2 separate regions of the Triticum aestivum genome follow, and region 1 is linked to region 2. Evidence: chromatin contacts called from public Hi-C data. All regions are on one chromosome and are shown on one strand. Each heading gives the region's core, a stretch centred on a gene start, on an enhancer-like site or on the middle of the called end of the contact. The rest is flanking DNA. Distances are from core to core; before and after follow the strand shown.

Region 1 (3,606 bases), core at 604-3,103, 210 kb after region 2:
AAAATAAGATACCTACCAGGACAGTGCTACTAAGTAATTATAACTCAATTTATTCAGAATTTAATCAGAATTATTTTTGCAAGAGCATTCCGGTTAACCTTTGCTACCATGCGCTGGAAGGTGACATCCTCATCGTCGATCTTGTCCTTTCCCTTCCCATACTTTCTATCTGCATATGCATAAGCACAAAGGTGATGATTTGATTTAGGAAAATGTCCAATAAACCAAAAAGGAGAAGAACCACTTGTCCACACTGGGACTGGAGAATGATGAAATCACTAACCTTTAGGGTCGCTGAGGTTAGTGTACTCACGAACCTCACGTCCAGACATGTCTGAGAGCTCAGGTAGCCCTATTTATATTCAGATCCAACATTAGGTACAATTTTTCGAACCGAGAAGGGTAAAAGTTTGAACAGAGTTTTTTGAAAAAACAATAATTGGTATAGGAAAAACAATAAAGAACCTTTCAAAGAGAAATGGTATGACTCAACTGAGTCAACCAATTGGCAATTTCACTCAAGCAATGAATTGGTAGTTGAGCTCTTACTGTCTCAAACTACCGTCCAAACACAAATGGTGTTAACTTGTCATGGCTGGCAGTTTCTAACTTTAGCAATCCTGTGACTTTGTTGTCAGAAAGTACTTTTTCTATAAGACAACTTGACATCTCAATACATGGCAACTGAATGTGCTATACTGTACAACATTTGCAATCTGGACATGTGACAGATAATTCTAACAACTATTTATGATGGACCCAGTATCCAGTATTGGATCCATCTCCTATGCTCATTCTCTGAGCTCTTACAGTAAAGGACATTCAAATGAGCATAGGAGATGGATCCAATACACTCCTGGTACAGTGATTTTAGCTCATAAAAAGCAGAATAATTTGGCAGGAGATGATGTATGCAAGTGTTTGAGGATGTTTGTTGCAGCTGTGGGCGAGCCTGGGGCATGTGATCAAGATGCAGTTTCAGGTGTGGCTGATAAGACAGATGCAATGCAAGGTGCAAACAGGACATAATTAGTGATGCAGCAAAATCAGCATCAAGGTTGGTGAAGGAATCCCCAAATTTGAAGCAGTCACCCAGAGGCAGACTTGATGTGAGGCTTGGGGTTTGGGGGCTACGCCGAAGTCAAAATTCATCCGATAAGTAAGTAAATGGGCCAACAATTTGAGTAGTCCCCTATCCTAAAGAAATACGATGCTCTGCCCTCTCGGCCATCAATCAGAGACAAAAAAGGAGAAATAACTAGCAGCTCAATCAGATCTGAGGCTTGCTCTTCCCTAGCTCTAGGTCGTCAATCTGTTAACTAAGCATGTGATACTACTGCCACCAATGTAGCACAATCATTTTCTTCAGACCTTTTTTGTTTCAAATAACTTGCTTCTACTTGCTGGGTGCCACCCTGCCAACTCCCAATGATGCCAAGCAGGGCACTCCAATTTAATAACCAATTGTAATGCGAGAGCTGGAGGAGCCAATGGATACTCAACCCTAGCTGCTCAGGCAAACTGGGTCGGTAGATAATACATGAGATAATGAGGGGACGAAATAACAGAGTCAATACGCAATAACAGGCTACTCTTAAGTCTTAACCCTAGGTTGGGCAGGGGCAGTGGAGGCGCGCGCATCCACCCGCGAAGGGAGGGCGACGGCCGACGGAGAAACCGAGGAAGGCGAGGCCTACCTCAATCTGATGCGGTGCGTCGGAGAGAGGTGGGCGTTGCGGCGGCGGAGGAGTCCAACTTGCGGCGGACCGGGCAGAGCGTGTCGCCGTGTCGCTCGGGAGGAAGAGGGACGCCGCTGACCGCTTGGCACGGAGAGAGAGGGAGGAGAGGAAAATAATAGAAGATACTCTAGGAAAATTACTTCCAAACGGATCGAACCCAACAGCCCCTAGGTTGGAAATCGGCCCGCAACGCTGATCGTTTCCTCTGGACGGCCCATTAGCTCTCGGCCATTCCTACGTTTTTTTCACCGGTTCGCCTCGTTGACTCGTACTCGAGCACTGAACAAAGAGAGCAGCGGCGGCGCCCCCTCCCCATCCGGCGTTTCTCTACCTTCCCCTAAAAACTCCGTCGATCCCTCCGGCGAAGTCCTCTCCCGCTTTCCTACATCGGGTCTCCTCTGACCACCCTTGTGCGACATCCTACTCCAAAAAAAAGGCGGTCAGGTGCGCCCCTGCTCTCTTCGCATGAAGCAATCCAGTACTCCGAATGCCCCCCTGCCAACGGTGCTGCTGGCCACGGCGCTTTGTAACGCCCCATTCCAATTTGGTTGCAGGATTTGAAAAAATAGTCACTCCATCACCAGGTATGTGTACTTACTACAGAAAAAATATATAGTCAACTTCTCCATCACCAGCTTCAGCAATGTTTTGGTTTTATTTCTTTCATCCTATGTTCGCTTTCGCTAAAATTGGGCGTTCACCGCTCCAAATGGGCTGTTGCAACTTCCAAGGAATTCAAACTTGGTCCTGTTCTCTCCTCCAGCGCACCAGCTTCTCCAGGAACTCTTTCACCTGAGAACAATTAAAATTATTTAGCATTCAATTTGTTGGATACAGCCAAAAAGATTACTCCTACATGCATACTCGTGAGCCTAGATTCATTACCTCACTGGGGTTCTTTAGAGAGTACTCAGCTGCAGTCCTCTTGCGCCACTTGCAGACGCGGATTCCAAATCCACCTTCCTCAGAAAGCACCTGAATGCAACAAAGTAGATTTTTTTCCCCATCTAAATGAAGCTTTAAATCCATTAGGTTTCACTGTTCAGATGATGTTCTGAAGTTTTTTACCTTAAAAGCGTCTTCATCAGTCTTATCATCACCAATATAGATTGGTAAGATCCGAGAGCTGTCCCAGCTATGTTTGTTGGTGAGCTGCTGGAGGAGGTACTTGACGGCGTCTCCCTTGTCGAATTTCGGCCCTGGACGAACCTCTCGAACCTATAGAAAATGTTATAACATTCAAACCCGATTAAATATTCAAAGAAACTGAATAAATACACAACATTTAGGGCTAAGGTAATACAAAACTACAAGTATAGGGGATTTTAACTAATACCCACCAGTCTACGACTAAGTATAGTAACAGAAAAGCACACAACTGCTCTAATTGGCCACTTAATGATAAACATGACGAGTGGGTCCCGGGGGTCACAAAAAAATGAAATATTTTATAAAAAAATCTGTATAGTACTTCTAAGATTAAGCCAATTTGACTGATTTTTTTTAAAAAAATAAAAAATACCTTTAAAAGCCAGTAATTCAGTCCATCTTGTATAATCAACCTGGGAAAATTTTCGCCCATTTTGCCCAACTGGTTAAAGTTTATACAGTTTTTGGTAAGACTCGGCCAAACTTGTTTCAAACATTCAAAGTTTTCAAAATAATCGGAAAAAATTCCAGTAACCCAATACATCTTTAGTGATAAATTCGGGAATGTTTCGGCCTATTTTGCCTAGTCGTTTTTAAATCTGTAAAATTTTCATAAGATTGGCCAATTTTGGTTATGCAAAATCCTTAAAAAAATCCAGTAATTCTATGCATCTCCAATGATAAATGTGGCAAATTTGCAGCCCGTTTTGCTTAGCCG
Region 2 (3,568 bases), core at 668-3,167:
ATGTGCAAATATAAGTTGACCATGAGGGAGTTCGTAAAAAACCACATACCAAATGTAGCAAAGTAAATCCTTGCTTGTCGCAGTAGTTAGAATCTACTCCCTGCACAATGTAATGTTATTGTAAAAATCAAGTAGAGTAGATAAAAAATAAAACGAGAGAAAAGATAGAAACAGTACCTGGCTAAGAAGTTTCTTCACAGCTTTAATATCCCCACCCTTAATCGCTTCTCTCAGTCCCTAAAAAGGAATGAAGACTAGATTTTTAACAGAAAACTCCTAGATTCCCAGGCCAAAGATATCGCATGTACCTGATGGGTTGAATGGAGAAATAGAAAAGGAGCACCATTGAGCTGTCTCTAAGCTTACCTCTCCAGTAACTTCATAGTCAGACGGAGTCTTATCATTGCTATCGTTGCTCATCAGGCCAAGATTTAAGAATGAGCTGGAATAACAAGAATCAGGACACAGAGATGAGAAGGTAAGCTACAGGCCAAATGTTTATGCCTATGCACATATGTAATCTTCCTATTACAAAGAGTGTATAGGTCCTGGCATTAAGATAATGACCAAAATATGCAATGGATCTTGCCAAACAAAGTCGATCAAATAGTGCGAAATTATACTACGAAGATTACTAGAGACATACTCCCTCCGTTCCAAAATAGATGACTCAACTTTGTAATAACTTTAGGTACAAAGTTGGGTCATCTATATTGGAACGGAGGGAGTATACGACAAAAAATTACAATTCCTCTTAACAAATGCCTGAATGTGGCAAGTCTACCGAACCTTGAGTTGCTGCTGGAAGTAGCTGAAGCCTTCTTCAAGCTTAATTCAGCTGACTGCTGGTTGCTAGAAGGTTTTTTAGGCTTTGGGTTTGATTGCGCAGCTGACGAAGCGGCACTGATATTCTGCTGCATAAGATGATTATGTTAATATACACCTACAATAATCGATTAAAAGGATCGGATTGTAGTCAACCTTTACAGGCGCAGGTTCTGGTTTTGGTGCCTCGCATATGCACAATGGCATCCCGCATTTGCACTCGATAATGGCAGCTGGACTCTGAACCGCCGAACTTTTCGTGGGCAACGAATCATCATCTTTATCCAAATTTAGCCCTGAAAAGGAGTCTGCAGCACCAGAAACGCTCCCGGCAGAACTCGCATTATCAACACCCCCGCGTCTGCAACATCACACGGGAAGATAGCCGAAAATTCAGCTTATATCCAGACCAAACATATGTGTTTACGCCATCAGATTCATCAGATTCTAGCAACCGAGTGAGCTAAGCTACCTGGATGATGATTTGTTGAAGCACTCATAGCAGACCCTGGCGTCCGTGTAAATCCCGTACTGCGGCAGGGCCTGGAACCAATTAGAGCAAAGAGTTTAATTGAGCAAGCTTCGCAACCCCAACTCCCTACACACAACTTGCTCAGTTTTGAGGTTCCCTACCATGTGGTACGAAGAGTGCTCGTGGCAGAGCGTCCTCCCGCAGCTGCGGCAGTGGTGCTGTGAGGGCGTCAAATCAGTCAGTATCAGCAGCCAAACGAAGAGAATCTCTACACGGATGAGAGGGAGGGAGGGGGAGGACGCGTACGCGGCGGCGGAAAGTGGAGAAGGTGCAGCGGCAGACGTCGCAGTGGGCGGATTCCTGGAACGGCGGCGGCGTCTCCATAATCTTTGCCGTCGGCTCGCCGCGAACCCGGTGCTCCGACGATCTGGGACTGGTACGCCTCGCGACGCCGATCTGAGCCGAAGACGATTGGGGGCGAGGTGGTAATTTGGGAGTCGCCGACGACGAGAGGATTATTGTTTTCTCGATCCCAGATGCGCGAGAGCGGAAGGGGAACGCGGAGTGTCACCGGGCGGTTTCGGGCCGTCGATCGATGGTATGTGTACGGTCAAGATCGCACCTCTCGTGTTCTCCTCTGACTCTTGCTCCAGAGCAACTAGTCATTAGTCAACCGACGGAGCAATAGTAAAGCACATAATTTCAGTAGACGAGCCCTTGAAACATCAGAACATCAACTGATATTTAACATTTGACAACATTCCACATGATTTTTAGGTTCTTGTACAGATAGTGTTTTTACAAGGGTAGTTGTCAATGGCAGAAGATATCACGACTGTCCTTTTTGCTTAGAAGCTTTCTCGAATTCCAGTAGCTCCCTTAGGAACAAACCAATCAGTCGAACCAAGTGTGAGAGCTTCAAGAGTCGTTGATTATTAGCAGCTTCCAAAGTCGAAAAGAGTAGGAACCATGAGAACTTTGGTTGATGATTTTCAGATTTCCTTCTGACCTTTTCACGCTCAACTATTTAGATGATGGTTGTACTTCAGGGAAGGAAAACAAAGCCTGTTAGCAAATCGAGCACATTGTGTCATTTCACCTTATGAACAACTCCAAGGAAAAATACACATGGCACAGAACAGGTTGTCAAGAATAAGAGTCCTCAAGGCATATATATATATATAATCATTTGACAGGGAAGTACAATACATCTAGAGAAGACAAGGCCTCGAAAATCCGACTTGAATCACTGATAGGGTTTCCTTTAGCAATGATCATCCCCCACTTGCAGTTACTTGCGGTTTCAGGAGTGGCCAGGGATAAAAATGGCACATGAGCCACGCATGAAAATCCTTACAAGCCGGTCGGTTTTAAAATCCTGCATGGATACAATTGACATGACTGTAACCATCAGGCACTTGCAGTTCATAAGGTTTCAATGGTGAGCATAGCAGGAACAGAAATGCACAAGAAGCCACCTAAGAATATTTAAAAGCGAAATCTGTACAAAAGGTGGAAGTCAATTCTGTAGGAGCAAATGACGATCGTAGACATTTCCAAACCACACATTAAAAAGGTCATGCATTTAAACAATAATAAAGCCCTCAGAAATCAGGTTAAATCAAATACCAAGCCTTGAGGGCATGTCATACGGCACTTGCGATGCATGAATTTCCTCATTGAGGAGAACGGGATTGACGGCAAGCTGGAATGGCTTCAATTTACACAACAAATCTGTACAAAATATGCTAACAAGTGCCCAATAGTATAAAAGGGGCAAGCCCTTGCCAAACCTGCAGTGATATCATGGACAAGCCATGTTCTATGGCAGTATAATGATCCAGCACGCAGTTCTTAAGGTTTCATCAGTGGACACAGGAGGAACAAAAATGCACAAGAAGCGAATCACAAGTAAACTTTTTAATTATTAGGAAGCAGCTAAGATTTAAAACTAAAAATGTCAAGGTGGAAAACAATTGTGTAGAAACAGATGATGCTTTCAAGTAGAAAATTCCATGCGGAAAGCAGTAAAAAGGTCTTGCATCTAGAAAATAAAATCCTCAGAAAGTTGGTTAGATCATAGACCAAGCCTTGAGGCCTAGTAATGTCATACGGCACTTGCAATGCATAAGTTTCCTCATTGGATCATAAACCAACCAGAACAATTTTTAGAAGCCTCCGCTGTATTCTTTCAAAAACATGCTAGGAATTGGTTCGGATTTAAAATCCAAATCTGCATTAGAAATGGAAATCAGCTCTGTAACAACAAAT

Evidence for each region. Hi-C and Micro-C count contacts between places; a contact is called where the count stands out from the background.
Region 1: a contact with region 2 is called in a Hi-C map of leaf, with 4 times the contacts expected there. The contact joins the promoter of LOC123044197 here to the promoter of LOC123044195 in region 2. A contact is called at or near these places in 3 of 5 Hi-C or Micro-C datasets (all in leaf).

The regions. Positions count from the first base shown.
Region 1 is chr2B:176,943,862-176,947,467 of IWGSC CS RefSeq v2.1, forward strand. LOC123044197 reads right to left here and starts at 1,854. Exons shown (of 7, transcript XM_044466868.1): 1 at 1,698-1,854; 2 at 284-352; 3 at 99-169. The coding sequence starts at 332. LOC123044196 (probable trehalose-phosphate phosphatase C) reads right to left here. Exons shown (of 11, transcript XM_044466867.1): 9 at 2,808-2,957; 10 at 2,625-2,714; 11 at 2,327-2,531. The coding sequence ends at 2,475. It overlaps LOC123044199 (a long non-coding RNA gene), which reads left to right and starts at 1,982. Exons shown (of 5, transcript XR_006419874.1): 1 at 1,982-2,183; 2 at 2,294-2,323.
Region 2 is chr2B:176,732,735-176,736,302 of IWGSC CS RefSeq v2.1, forward strand. It overlaps LOC123044195 (vacuolar protein sorting-associated protein 27), which reads right to left and starts at 1,918. Exons shown (of 11, transcript XM_044466865.1): 1 at 1,604-1,918; 2 at 1,459-1,515; 3 at 1,298-1,368; 4 at 982-1,186; 5 at 790-914; 6 at 367-442; 7 at 178-237; 8 at 50-100. The coding sequence starts at 1,681. LOC123044194 (folate synthesis bifunctional protein, mitochondrial) reads right to left here. Exons shown (of 18, transcript XM_044466864.1): 18 at 2,421-2,675.